Regions from separate parts of the Mus musculus genome. Here all the other regions are linked to region 2. A link is a contact called in public promoter capture Hi-C data. All regions are on one chromosome and are shown on one strand. The core of a region is the stretch at or near the end of the contact, and the rest is flanking DNA. Distances in the headings are between cores, read along the strand shown.

Evidence for each region. Promoter capture Hi-C pulls out the DNA fragments that hold promoters and counts their contacts. Capture Hi-C pulls out chosen DNA fragments and counts their contacts.
Region 1: a contact with region 2 is called in a promoter capture Hi-C map of stem cell-derived epiblast-like cells, with 5 times the contacts expected there. The contact joins the enhancer-like site here to the promoter of Zfp882 in region 2. A contact is called at or near these places in 13 of 39 promoter capture datasets (the 3T3-L1 cell line, 3T3-L1-derived adipocytes, the C10 cell line and 7 more), 2 of 15 datasets of contacts at CTCF or cohesin (large pre-B cells and pro-B cells), 1 of 484 Hi-C or Micro-C datasets (bone marrow-derived macrophages), 15 of 115 datasets of contacts at active chromatin or transcription factors (the 230-238 cell line, acute myeloid leukemia, astrocytes and 6 more) and 4 of 9 other capture datasets (adipose tissue, embryonic stem cells, liver and 1 more).
Region 3: a contact with region 2 is called in a promoter capture Hi-C map of liver, with 2.2 times the contacts expected there. The contact joins the promoter of Use1 here to the promoter of Zfp882 in region 2. A contact is called at or near these places in 1 of 39 promoter capture datasets (hippocampal neurons), 1 of 484 Hi-C or Micro-C datasets (uterus), 2 of 115 datasets of contacts at active chromatin or transcription factors (astrocytes and neural tube) and 2 of 9 other capture datasets (adipose tissue and liver).

The regions. Positions count from the first base shown.
Region 1 is chr8:71,128,858-71,133,453 of GRCm38.p6, forward strand. It overlaps a transcript of Gm7827 not described here. Among named protein-coding and RNA genes, the nearest start is that of Gm7827, 9.2 kb to the right of the region's middle. Within about 2 kb of position 2,069, at least 6 of the 459 cell types and tissues checked have an H3K27ac peak or open chromatin away from gene starts, as enhancers often do. A contact at or near this core is called in stem cell-derived epiblast-like cells, where this site is marked.
Region 2 is chr8:71,906,673-71,911,516 of GRCm38.p6, forward strand. Zfp882 (zinc finger protein 882) reads left to right here and starts at 1,934. Exons shown (of 3, transcript NM_001166645.1): 1 at 1,934-2,066. The coding sequence starts at 2,064.
Region 3 is chr8:71,365,387-71,370,203 of GRCm38.p6, forward strand. Use1 (unconventional SNARE in the ER 1 homolog (S. cerevisiae)) reads left to right here and starts at 1,831. Exons shown (of 8, transcript NM_025917.4): 1 at 1,831-1,983; 2 at 2,258-2,307; 3 at 2,384-2,462; 4 at 2,573-2,725; 5 at 3,164-3,176; 6 at 3,464-3,491; 7 at 3,746-3,917; 8 at 4,141-4,346. The coding sequence starts at 1,849. The coding sequence ends at 4,323.

The DNA.
Region 1 (4,596 bases), core at 819-3,318, 780 kb before region 2:
GTTTCCTTGAAACTCTTTGCCTCAGGACTGCTTCCAGGTTTTTGGCCTGTCAAGCGAGACACTACTGGAGTGGATATATTATCAAAGTATCCACACTTTGGTCTTCCTTCTTCTTGAGCTTCATGTGTTTTGCAAATTGTATTTTGGATATTCTGAGGTTCTGAGCTAATATCCACTAATACAAATTGGAAAGGAAGAAGTCAAAATATCACTATTTGTAGATGATATGATAGTATTTATAAGTGACACCCCAAAATTCCACCAGAGAACTCCTAAACCTGATAAACAATTTCAGTGAAGTATCTGAAAACAATATTAACTCAAAGAACTCAGTGGCCTTTCTCTATACAAAGGATAAACAGGCTAAGAAGGAAATTAGGGAAACAACACCCTTTACTATACTCACAAATAATATAAAATACCCTGCTGTGACTCTAACTAAGGAAATGAAAGCTCTGTATAAGAACTTCAAATCTCTGAAGAATGAAATCAAAGAAGATCTCAGAAGATGGAAAGATTTCCCATGCTCATGGATTGGAAGGATTAATATAGTAAAAATGGCTATCTTGCCGAAAGCAATCTACAGATTCAATGCAGTCCCCATCAAAATTCCAACTCAACGCTTCACAGAGTTTGAAAGGGCAATTTGCAAATTCATCTGGAATAACTACCTAGGGTAGCAAAAACTATTCTAAACAATAAAAGAACCTCTGGTGGAATCACCATCTCCTACCTTAAGTCCTACTACAGAGCGATTGTGATAAAAACTGCATGGTACTGGTACATCAACAGACAGACCAATGGAGTAGAACTGAAGACCCAGAAATGAACCCACACACCTATGGTCACTTGATCTTTGACAAAGGAGCTAAAACCATCCAGTGAAAAAAGACAGCATTTTCAACAAATGGTGCTGGCTCAACTGGCAGTTAGCATGTAGAAGAATGTGAATTGATCCATTCTTATCTCCTTCTACAAAGCTCAAGTCTAACTGGATCAAGGAACTCCACATAAAACCAGAGACACTGAAACTTATAGAGGAGAAAGTGGGGAAGAGCCTCGAAGATATGGGCACAGGGGGAATATTCATGGCCAGAACACCAATGGCTTGTGCTGTAAGATCAAGAATTGACAAATGGGACTTCATAAAATTGCAAAACTTCTATAAGGCAAAGGACACTGTCAGTAAGATAAAAAGGCAACCAACAGATTGGGAAAAGATCTTTAACAGTCCATGGTTTTAAAGCATTTATTGTCATGGAGGACTGTTGTGATGAGTGAAACTATACTCTCTTTCTCAGGGCAGGCCTGAGGTTACATACCTTTTGCAGTGAGTAGTGTCTGGGAAGGAGAGCTTAATTGGCTATGCTCTTCAGGCCTTTAGGAACCTCATTAAAATGGTCTTGAGGAGAGGCCTCCTAGGTGTCTAGGATCCTGTTGTCTAGGAGCGTGGCAAAGCACCTACTGTTCCTTGCAGAGTTATCTGCTGTGTCTCTGGGGTTTTTAACCTAGCTCAATCAGAAACTAGGCTGCCTTTCATGGTCCCACATTAGTTGATTCTGTTGTTCTTCGTGTGAAGTTCCTATCCCCTTAGGCACTGCCACCCTTCTTATTTTTCCACAAGAGTCTCCAAGTTCCATCTAATGTTTAGCTGTGGGTGTCTACATCTATTTAAGTCATTGCTGGGTGGATTCTCTCATAGGAAAGTATGTACCAGTATGTGTCTATGAGCATAACAGGGTATCATTAATAGTGTCAGGGACTGTTGCTTGCCCATGGGATGGGTCTCAAGTTTGGTGGGGTTTTGGTTGGCCATTCCCTTAGTCTCTACTCCATCCCCTATTCCTGCATTTCTTTAGACAGGAAAAGTTTTGGGTTAAAAGTTTTGTGGGTGGGTTAATGTCACTATTGCTCCACTGGGGTTCCTGCCTAGCCAGAAGAGGAAGCCTCCCCAGGCTCCATATCGCCAATGCTGAGTCACAGCTAAGCACACCCACAGTGATACTTGTGTGAATCCCCTATCCTATGTCTCCGTCTCTTCCTAAAGTTGCCCCCTCCTTACCATCCCTGTCAGTTGCAGATTTCCATTCATTATCATGGACCCCCCTCCTCCCCACACCAGACAATGAACCCACCTCTCCATCCCTATCTCCTTTCTCATGCAGTTCTCTCCCTCCATCTGCATCCCATGACCATTCAATAGAATCAAACATCCTTTCTTGTGCCCTTCTTCCTATCCAGCCTTCTTGGGTCTGTTGAGTGTAGCATGGGCACACTGTACTTTATGGAATGCATTCTGAGAGGGGAGAGGTTATACTTAGGCTCTTTTTTACTGAGCCTCACTGGATCATTTACCTGCTTTAGGGTCCTGGGCACCTAGACATACGTACTTTAAGACATCAGCTCCCAGGCCTTCTATAAGGAAAACAAAACAAAAAATTCAGTTAGTTTATAAATACTTTCCCATTGTCTCTTTTGAAGAACTGTATTGGATATTTTAACATGACTTAGTTAAAGAAACTACATACATTTTACTTCATTGTATATGCTTAACTTTTGTAGCTTTATATAGAGGAGTATTTTGCTGCTGTTTGTTTTCTATGCACTGTATGCTAGAATTGAGTGAGAAATGCCCTGGAACAGGAGTTATGGACAGTTGTGAGCTGCCATGTGGTGCTAGCACTCAAAACTGAGTGCACTACAAACAAAACTAGAGCTCTTAACTGCTAAGCCATCTCTCCATAATATTCATGTTAATTATACTATGTTATATATAATACGGAAAAATTTATCATAAGATCTATTGTCAACTTTAATGCAAAGACATCACCAAGAATTATTAGTTCAATATCTCCTGTGTTGGCTAATGGACCAAACAAAGACATTTTGAACTGTCACCGTGACCCTGCTCCCCCATACTCACCTTGTGCACATGTGGTGTATGCATTGATACACCTGTGAAGGACAGAGACTGACACTGTCATCCTCTCATTTTCCCGTGTCCCACACATGCGGAGCCTAGTGTGTGGTGGTCAGAGGACTTGCTGCTTGACAGTTCTCTTCTGCCACATTATGGGTTCTGGGGACAGAACTCAGGCCATCAAGCCTCCCTGTGTGTTCCACCCAGTGGTCCCTCAGTTTTAAAGACATGTTCACTCACCCAAATCCCTGGTGTGTTTGATTTACTCTCTTGAAGCACACTGACTCTCAGACTTGCAGGCAAGTAAGCTTTGGGGATCCCCTTATCCCCACATCTTCACTCAGGTTTTCAGGGCAAGTATTTTACCAATTGAGTTTTACCAACCACCCCTGCCCTTTATTCTTATTTCCTATTCTTATTCTGCACTAGGTTATGAAGGGGAACCAATCACACAACTGTAGATTTTCTGTAGTCCCCTTGCTTCTTGATCATTTTGTAGTTCTAAGGGGCTAATTATTCTTTAAGTTGGAGCTTCATATAGATAATACAAGAATAAATTATAAATTATAGTTTCAAGATATTCTTTTGCTCATTGAATGTTTTCTTTAAAAACACTGAATTGTCCAACTGTAGTTTTTCGTTCTATCAGTCCATTTCTTTCCCACACATAATTTAGATAGCTATAGTGTAGAATATAGATTTTACTATCTCCCCAGATCTTCCTATTCTTATATCTTTATGTTCCTCTTCTCAGTCAAGTTTCATACACTCTATAAATTTAAATTATTAAATGGAACGAGCCATACTCTTTGGAACCCTAGTTTCATTTTGCTTAAAGCCTTTTGAATATCAAGCATGGGAGTTGGATAGTATAGGTTACCACTTTGTAGAGATATTTACCCAATTTTTGTATGAGTCCAGGGGCACACTGATGATTTTATGGCAAAGCATGAGGTCCTGCTTTGCTAACATTTAGCACCTGGATTACCATGGACACTTTATCTATTACCTTAGGAGTGTGTTGTGCTCCTGCTGGTAGTGAGGTATGGAAACACTACTCATGGGCATAAAACAAAAGAAATATGGGAATGAAAAAAATCAAAGTATTGATGACATAGGGTTTAGATTTTCATTTGTTATCAAAAATTTATATAGATTCAAGAGATCTGTAGAATTGCATCTATAGGTCATTCCTATGCAAGACCCAAAGCCTGTCAATCATCCACAGGACACACACAACTTATCAAAATCTGTGCAACAACCCCCAACAGCCTGTTAATTATTCATAGGAAAAGCCCACAGCCTGGCAGTCATCCATAAGAAGTGCCCAAGTCCTGTCAACCATCCACTGGAAACGTCCCCAGCCTCAGTCATCTACAAGCAACTAACAGATGTTATCAATCAAATGGACCTATGTAATATGTGTAGAATATTTCACCCCAAATCAAGAGCTTGTAACTTTTTCTCATCACCTTCTGGAAATTTCTCCAAAATTGACCATATAGTTGGTCACAAAGAAAGCCTCATCAGCTACAAGAAAATTGAAATGACCCCTTGCATCCTATCAGAACACAGTAGGTTAAAGCTGGACTTCAATAACAACAGAAAAACCAGAAAGCCTACACACTCGTGGGAACTGAACAACTCTCTACTCAATGATCTCTGGGTCAAGGAAG
Region 2 (4,844 bases), core at 684-3,183:
TCTGAGATGTTCTTCGATTTCTTTCTTCGGAGACTTGAAGTTCTTGTCATACAGATCTTTCCATTGAATGGTTAGAATCACACCAAGATATTTTATATTATTTGTGACTATTGTGAAGGGTGTCATTTTCCTAATGTCTTTTTTAGCCTGTTTATCCTTTGAGTAGAGGAAGGTTTACTGATTTGAGATAATTTTATATCCAGCAACTAACTTTGCTGAAGTTGTTTATCAGCTGAAGAATTATCTGGTGGAATTTTTGGGGTCACTTAAGTATACTATCATACTTAAGTATACTATCTTCTGCAAATAGTGATATTCTGACTTCTTGCTTTCAAATTTGTATCTCTTTAACCTCCTTTTGTTGCTCTGGCTAGAACTTCTAGTACTATATTGAATAGATAAGGAGAGAGTGGACAGTCTTGTCTAGTTCCTGATTTTACTGGGATTGCTTCAAGTTTCTCTCCATTTAGTTTGATGTCGGCTATTGGTTTGCTATATACTGCTTTTACTATGTTTAGGTATGGGCCTTGAATTCCTGATCTTTCCAAGACTTTTAACATGAACAGGTGTTGTATTTTCTTGAGTGCTTTTTCAGCATCTAATGAGATCATCATGTGTTTTTTTTTTCTTTGAGTTTTGTTTATATAGTGGATTACATTGATGGATTTTCACATGTTGAACCATCCCTGCATCCCTGGGATGAAGCCTACTTGATCATGGTGAGTTATTGTTTTGATGTGTTCTTGGACTCAGTTTGCAAGAATTTTATTGAGTATTTTTACATCAATATTCATAAGGGAAATTGGTCTAAAGTTCTCTTTCTTGTTGAGTCATTGTGTGGTTTTGGTATCAACATAACTGTGGCTTCATAGAATGAAGTAGGTAGTGTTCCTTCTGTTTCTATTTTGTGGAAGAGAATTGGTATTAGCTCCTCTTTGAAGGTCTGACAGAATTCTGCACTATTTATTCATTCATTCATTCATTCATTCACTCATTTTTATTTTAAACTAGACAGTTCTGGAAATGGCTAACTCTGGAGTGCTTGTTTTCGTTCCAGTTAGGTAAGGATTCTTTATCGTGTCACTGTAATATCCAAAATAAATTCAAGACTACCTAGTACCTTCCCCCTTCAAAAGGACTTTCCAAACTGTACTACCAGGCCAAGTACAGAGCCAGATAAAGAAGCTGGCTGGCTAAACAAATATAGAAACATAGTTTTAACGGTCAAAATGACTAAGCTTACAGCTGCCAGAACAAGATTAACAATGCCCCTGCCCTGCCTTACACTAAAAACCACAAGGACAGACAAAATGAGAGTCACCCTATACAAATCAACCAATGTCCAAAAAGGTTATTGGCTACACCAATTAAAATAAGCCAAACTACCCTGGTGCCTAGATCCGGCCCTTACAAAGGTAATAAAAAGTGTGTTCCTTTGTTCTGGATCTCTCCTCTGGCCTGGTGCTGAGAGGGTGTTCCCCAACATGTTGGACAAGTAAAATCCTCATGCGTTTTGCAACGATGGCGGTCTCTGTGGTCTTTGTAAGGGTCTTTTGACAACATACAACATCACAAGGGGCTCTGTGTATGGGTCAAGAGCACCAGTGGGAAGTTCCTTAACTCCATTTTTCTTTCTGGTGCCAAAGTCGCTAAACTGTACGGTCAGCTCAGGGAGTGCTGTATTGTTCTACCCTGCAGTGTAACATTGACCCTCCCCAAAACAGTTATGAGATAAGTGATCCAATCAAGACTGGGGTCAGGCAAAGCGGAAGAGCATCACCGCCATCTTTCTTTCTGGTGCTACCATAGTTGCGACTCTGTTCTCAGTTGAGTGCCAAACTGTTCAGCTTCAGGTTTCTCATGACCGTCAAACCCAGTATCAGAGTCAGGTCGCTGGAGGCCCGGAGAACAGAGCGGAAGTTCTTCACCCGCCATCTTTCTTCCTGGCAACGCCATTGTCACTGCTCTCTCAGTCCAGTCCGCTGAGGGAGTTTGGGGTCGCTGGACCTCAGGCCGCTCCACCCTGGAGCCGCGTGAGGCTGCTTGAGGTCCGGAGCTCAGCTATGGTGAGCATCGGGGATGCGGGGAATGCAGGCGAGTCCCTCGGTACGGGAACCACGGCAAAGACTGCAGCTGCGCGCGCGACTCCTGGACTGCGCGGCCAGCTGTGTTGGCGGTACGGGAGCCGCGCGGGGGCGATGTGCCGCTGCTTTGTTTTGCCTAGTAGAACCTGATTTCCCAGTCTTTCCGGTCCATGGGAAGCGGATTCTGGAATCCTTGAATGTCTTCTCCATCCAAATGCTTTTGTTGTTGCTGCTTGATTGACAATTGAAATCCCTCGGTTCCCAGGCCCGTCCCCACATTGCCAAACTCACTGGACCGGGCGATCCACAGGTCCCCGTGAGCAACATGGGGGTGCAAGGAGTGTGGCCATCTGTGATGCAGTTGGGCGGTTTGTAGGGATTCAACTTCTTTAATGCTGAGACATGACTTTATTTGAAAGGACTGTTAGAAATAGGGAGAAGGCCCGAGATAAAAAGTGTGAAACGTGTCAAGCGGTGGCTAGAAGAGAAGGGCTTTGCTTGGAGGGATATGTCAACAGTATTAAGGTACGGGTTTGATCGTGCTTAATAGTGTTTTGTCTTTTCTGAGCAGCCAGTCATTTTCAGGCAACAAGTGAACAATTTGTGAATTGGTTTTTCTCTAGGATCAGAGTCTAGTTTCAAACATCATGTAGAAATCCAGCATTAACACCATTATTTTATTGGTGCTTTCTCTGGTATATATTTTTGGCACCTTTGTTGAGAATCAGTTGGCTGAACGTATGGGCTTATTTTTATTTTCTCTTTTCCAATGGACTGTACATCAATATTTATGACACTACTCTGTCGGGTTTTGCTTCGTTCTGTTCTGTTCTGTTCTGTTCTGTTCTGTTCTGTTTATTTTCATTACAGATCTGCACAGTGTGCTCTTTTTTTGCTGAGGATATCTTGGGCTCCCCCCGGGTCTGTTGCACTGTCATAGCAATTTTAAGAACTGTTGCTAGTTGTGTGTAAAATGTGATTATTTAATGGAAATTTCATTGAATCTGAATTACAACTTTGAATTATTTTAGCAATATTGATTCTCCTAATCCATGATCATGGTAGTCTTTTCTAGTGTCGTGTTTAATTTCTTTATTTTTTTTAATTGAAAAAAAATTCACACAATATATTCTGATTACACTTTTCCTCTCCCCAACTCCTCCCCAATCTCTCCACCTCTCTGCCCACCCAACTCCAAATCCTCTCTTTCTTTCTCTTTATTTTTTTCTTCAGTGACCTAAAGCTGCCTTTGTAGAACATTTTCTCATCATCATTTAATTTGGGCATTTTAGTTTATGTGTATAGGCATTATGACTTTCTAACAGTGTATCTCTGAGATAGTTCATTACTTGCTGAGAGAAAATATACTGGCATTGTGTGTTGATTTTGTACCCTTGCTAAATACTTTATAATATAAGCCTTTTTGGTGTAATCTTTTGGACTCTCCTTAGTTTTCTCAGATATGTGTTACTTTTGTTTGTTTGGTTGGTTGGTTGGTTGGTTGGTTGGTTTTTTCGAGACAGGGTTTCTCTCTATAGCCCTGGCTGTCCTAGAACTCACTTTGTAGACCAGGCTGGCCTCGAACTCAGAAATCTGCCTGCCTCTGCCTCCTGAATGCTGGGATTAAAAGTGTGCGCCACCACACCCGGTTTATACCTTTTTTGTTTGTTTGTTTGTTTGTTTGTTTGTTTGTTTGTTACTTTTTACACAGACAGTATAACTGTGTACGCCTGGCTGACCTGGAACTCTTAACCCTGCTTTCTTAGCCTCCCACATACTGGGACTCCTGGTGTACACTACAGTAACAGGTTTGGGTTTTCCTCTTTATGTATTGAAACAAAGATGGTTTGACTTCCTCCTTTCTGATTTATATACCTGTTATTGCCTTTGCTTGCATAATTCTCTGGCTAATAGTTTAATATTATATTCAAGAAGAGTAGTGAATAGTCACTTAGTGGGTTTTGGTTTTTTTATGGTTTTTGAGACAATGCATTCAGGTTTTGCCCCCTTCATTTAGAATGTTATTACTAATGTGTGTCTGTCATACAGACCTTTACTATGTTAATGTATGATTCTTCTGTGCCTACTAGATTCTGAGCTCTTATCATGACATGGTGTTTAATATTATCAAAGACTGTCTTGCATCTGAGGTCAGTTATGCGATTTTGAATTCTTGATTTTTGCCTTTTCCATTTCAGTATATAATTTGATTTCTATTCATGGGAAAGGGAAAAATGTGAGCATGTTTCCAAGTAAAGATTTCCTTTCGTTTATTTCTATTATCATATATACATTCTACAGAGCAGTTTATTGTCATATATACATTCTACAGAGCTGTTTATTATCATATATACATTTTACAGAGCAGTTTGGCTACATTTTTGTTTTCCTCTAATAGTTTCACAGTACAAGCCTTCTAAGTACCCATCACTGGTGTGTGCCACCATGGCCAACTTTGTATGTGAGCACTAGGGATCAGAAATTAGTTTTTTATGTTTAGGTGGCGAGCAGGATAAAAACTAAGCTGTCTTCCTGGACTTAGATTTCTTAATAGTTTTTCCAAATTAAGTATTTTGCAAGTTGACTATTTTTGATCTTGTACAATGCAAGAAAGCATTTCAGAGTGTTTTTTGGTTGGGGGGGGTGTGTTTGGTTGGTTGCTCTGTTAGTTGGCTTTTTAAAATGTATTTTGATTTACTAATGCCTTATCACCTAGTAGGTGATGTATTTTGGAGAAGCTTTCATCTGATGCTGAGAAGA
Region 3 (4,817 bases), core at 581-3,080, 540 kb before region 2:
AGTGGCAGATAGGCTCAACCACTCAATAGGAGAGAACCCATTCCACAAGTTGTCCTCTAATCCCCAGGTGTGCACTGTGATGTATGACACAAGAGCACATGCACACACAAATAATCAAATTTAAAATGTAAGACATCCCACCCAATGCCAGGTCTTAGGTATGTGTGACTGTTGTTTCTTTATTCCATGTCACTCCATTTCGGTCAATCCCAAAGTAATGCAGGTTGTAGCAGCAGGTGAGCAGAAGAGCAAAAAAATGGTACATACATACAACACAGCATCTTTCCTCTTTAGAAAGGAGACACATTCTGTGGGTGTGGTAGTCAGGATGGCGTGCAGGTACTAGTGTGGCACAGGCCTTTAATCTCAAAAGAGGCCAGTCAGGGCTGTATAGTGAGAGCTAGCTCCGAACAGTGCTTACTGTTCTTTCAGAGGACATAGGGCTTCTATTGCTGGGAAGAGACACCATGACCATGGCAACTTTTATAAAGGAAAAATTGGGGGGCGGGGGGGGCTGGTTCACAGGAGTTTAGTCCATCATTGTCATGTCAGGAAGTATGGTGACACTCAGACAGAGGTAGCTGAGGAGTCCATATCTGAATCAGCAGGCAGCAGGAAAAGGACTGTATTCCAGTAGGCCTAGTTTTTGAGACCTCAAAGCACACCCCACCCCATGGTGTACTTCCTCCAATATGGCCACTGCCTGTGGTTTACTATGGGCTCATTTTGATTCAAACCACAAGCAACAAGGCTCAGTATTCAATTACCAGCATCACATGGCCCTCACAGTCACCATAACTCCAGTGCTCGGGGATCCAGTATCATTTTTGTTTTTTAAGGTTTAAATAGTTTTTTAGAGACAGGGTTTCTCTGTGTAGCCCTGGCTGTCTTGGAACTCTCTCTGTAGACCAAGCTGGCCTCAAACTCAAAGATCCACCTGCCTCTTTCTCCTGAGTGCTAGGATTAAAACCCTACCACCACCCTGCCCAGGTTAAAATGTTATGTTTAATTGTGTGTTGGTGTGTGCATATGAAACGTGAAGAAATCAGAGGTGTCAGATCCCCGGAGTCACAGGCATCTTTTCTAAAAACGTGGACTGAGACGGCTTGTCTAGCATTTCTAATGCTCATAAGTTACATGCGAGTGAAAGAGGTAAACCTAATATTGGTTCACAACCACGGTAAATCCAGCTCCAGGGCATCCTGGCTTGTTTTATAATCCTCATGGCATTCATTCCCTGATCCCTGAATTTCTCATTGGCTAAGTTCTTCGGGAGGTACAATATTCTCCATCCTTCGGGGCCTCGATCATGTAGCCGACTACATGTAACCTAAAATGAAAGAGAGTTGCTGGTAGCTAGGGAAGGGGGGGCCATGGACCATGATTTATTAAAGCTCAGGATGCTGGCAGCCAGGACTGGAAACTAGCAGGTCCGGCCAGATGGAAACGCCCAACTGACACGTCATCAAGCAGGGTCGGGGGAGACCCCAGGTCAAGGTTCCCGCTACAGAGGTAGAAAACACGTGCACTGCGCGCGCAGAGGCGAGGTGAACAAGCGGAATGCAATGACCGGCGAGGGAAGATGAGGAATGGCTTTTCCAGTCCTTTCAACGAATTCTCGCCGGACATAATCGGCTGTTCAGGGCCTACATGGACTACAGAGACTCTGCTTCAAAAAACGAAAAAGGCCAGGTATCAAGACCATCATTTTAAAAAGAGACAGGGACGAAAACGATTTATCTTTGAATAAACTGCGGCTTGAAATAAAACTCTACTTCCGTCCCAAGCGTAGCAGGGCGGACCTCGGAGGGGAAGGACCTCACTCAGGCACTTCCGCCCTTTTCTAAGATGGCGCAGGCGGAAGGAGCCTATCATCGCCCGCTGGCGACGTCGCGGTTGGAGTTGAACCTGGTACGGCTGCTTTGTCGCTGTGAGTCGATGGCGGCAGAAAAACGAGAACCGGACGAGTGGCGACTGGAGAAGGTGAGGGATTCCCACGCCGCCGCAAAGGCCTGCGAACCAACTCCACAGGCCACTGTCTCCGCTCCTTCTGGTCCGCGGCGACACGCCCCTCGTGCGTAACCCCTGACGTCCTAGTTTTCTCCCTACAGCTTCACGCACAGGCCACGCCCTCTCAATTCTAGGTCTTCGCTTATGTCCCCTCCCCTCTCTGACTCCTCTCCGGGTCCCACCCCTCTCCCTGGTTTGCTCCTGCCTTGGGCCACTGGCTTGGCTGACACCATACCTTCCCTCCCAGTATGTGGGTGCCCTGGAAGACATGCTGCAGGCCCTGAAAGTTCAAGCAAGGTGAGTGTGGGGGCACCGAGTCACCACCTCCTACGACGGCACAGCAGCAGACTAACTTTTTCCTGCTGCCTTTCAGTAAACCGGCCTCAGAAGTGATCAGCGAGTACTCCCGCAAAGTGGACTTTCTGAAGGGCATGCTGCAGGCCGAGAAGTTGGTGAGCCTGCCCTCCCATCCCTCAGGCGGGCCTCACTCAGTTCCCCACAGCCCCTAGGACCAGGGCACAGCCCCCCAGTAACTCGTCTTCCCCTTCCTATGTCTCCTCAGACCTCCTCCTCTGAAAAAGCTCTAGCTAACCAGTTCCTGGCTCCTGGCCGCGTGCCCACCACAGCCAAGGAGCGGGTGCCTGCCACCAAGACTGTACATTTGCAGTCTAGGGCACGTTACACCAGTGAGATGCGGAGTGAGCTGTTGGGCATGGTACGATTCCCTCCCTTGTACTTGGGACCAACCTCTGGATAGCAAAAAGAGTAGTCTTCAGAGGGGAAAGACTGGAATAATACCACAAACTCTAGTGGGCCTTAGGCAAGGCTTCCCCAGGAAGGCACTGTGCTCAAGAAGAGGAATTTGGCTGGGTGGTGGTAGTACACGTCTTTAAACCTCAGCACTGAGGAGGCAGAGGCAGGCAGATCTTTGTGAGTTCAAAGCCAGCCTGCTTGCTCTACAGAATAAGTCCAGTAATCAGGGCTACACAGAGAAACTCTGTCTTAAAAAAAATTAGCAAAACAAAGAAGAATGGACCACATCTGGTTAAACCCCAGAGTTGGCCCCACAGCTTTACATGAGTCAGCCCAAAGCAGAGAGAGATTTAGGGAAGATATCAAAGAGCATGGCCTCATTCCTCTCTCCTCCCCACAGGAACCATCTGGAGGTGAGACATGCTGAGCATGACTGTTCCTGCCACCCCACAGCCCTCATGCCTGCCCATCCCCCTTGATTTTTCCCAGCCCAGGAAGAGGTCCCAGGGTCATCTTTGCCTGAGGGGAGGCTGAGAAAGAGGATGGTTCCCAGCACAGTGCTAGGCCATTGAGAGGGATCTGGGACCAGGGAGAGTGGGCAAAAAGCAGTTCACAGGCAGAACAGCATTTTGCTGATCAAGGTCAGAAGTTTGGAAACAAGAAAGCTATCTTCTTTGTTCTTGGCCTCTTTTGCTTCCAGAATGTGAGGTGGACATGAGGAAACGAGCGTGAGTATTTCAGCCACAGCGTGACAGGGAAGGGAAATGAGCGGCTGAAGCTGGGGCCCCTGAGCTGCTATAAGGACCAGCTGCCTGCTGGAAGTCCTTTCTGGGGCTGCTGTTCCCAGAATGTAAAAGAGCAGGGGAAACTGAGTCCCCAGTAGAACTGAGGGTGGTGCCATGGGCCCTGGGATCCTTGGGAAAGGGCCACATGGATGTCTTTACCTATCACTACTGGGGACCTACAAATGTGGCGTCAGCAGTGCGAAGGGGTCCAGACCTGCAGATGAGAGGCAGTCAGCATCCGAGCTAGACCTCGTCCTCCAGAGGCACCAGGGCCTCCAGGAAAAGCTGGCTGAGGAGATGCTAGGCCTGGCCCGCAGCCTCAAGACCAACACACTGGCTGCCCAGAGTGTCATCAAGAAGGACAATCAGGTGTGGTAACACTGCTGCCTCTGTCTGCCTCAGAAAGCTCTGCAAAAAAGGGGCATTGTGACTGGTGTTTTGCTGGTTGAGCAAGAGTTTGTTAAAGCCCAGGGGGAGGGGGTAGCTGAGCATGCTTGGCCGAGGTCACACTATGCACCAGAAGCACAGGCTACTCAGGAAAAGTCATACTTGGGTCTCAGTCTTGTTGACACAGCCCCTTCTTCTCCCACAGACCCTGTCACATTCACTCAAGATGGCAGACCAGAACCTGGAGAAGCTGAAGCTGGAGTCGGAGAGATTGGAGCAGCATGCACAGAAGTCAGTGAACTGGCTGCTGTGGGCCATGCTCATTGTCGTGTGCTTCGTGTTCATCAGCATGATCCTGTTTATCCGAATCATGCCCAGGCTGAAATAAAACAAGAAAGCCTGCACACCAACCCACATGTCTTCAGTGCTAGCAGTGTGTGTGTGTGTGTGTGTGTGTTGCAGGGGGTGCCTGGGCTGCAGGGTGGTGCCAGCCAGGACACCTCTATCCTGAAGTCAGCCTACAGCCCTTCACCTGGCCACTCTGCTCCAAAGGCGTAGGGCAGCCTACAATACACAACAAAACCAAGTCTCAAAAACAGGAAGAAAAGTTAAAACCTGCCTGGGAGAGCAGTGGCCACGCAGATCCCCTCCCTAGGGAGGCAGACTGAGTTTAGGGCCAGCCTGGTATACACAGAAAATTATAGGCCAGACAGGGCCACATAGTGGGACCTTGACTCCATCTTCCAAAAATAGCACAAGAAAGGCTTGTCAGGCGGCTCAGTTGGTAAAGACACTTGCCACAAAGCCTGACAGCCTGAGTTCCACCCCAGAGCATGAGCAAAATAAGCAGTAAGAGTTAGGGACAAAAAAGCCAATCAAAAA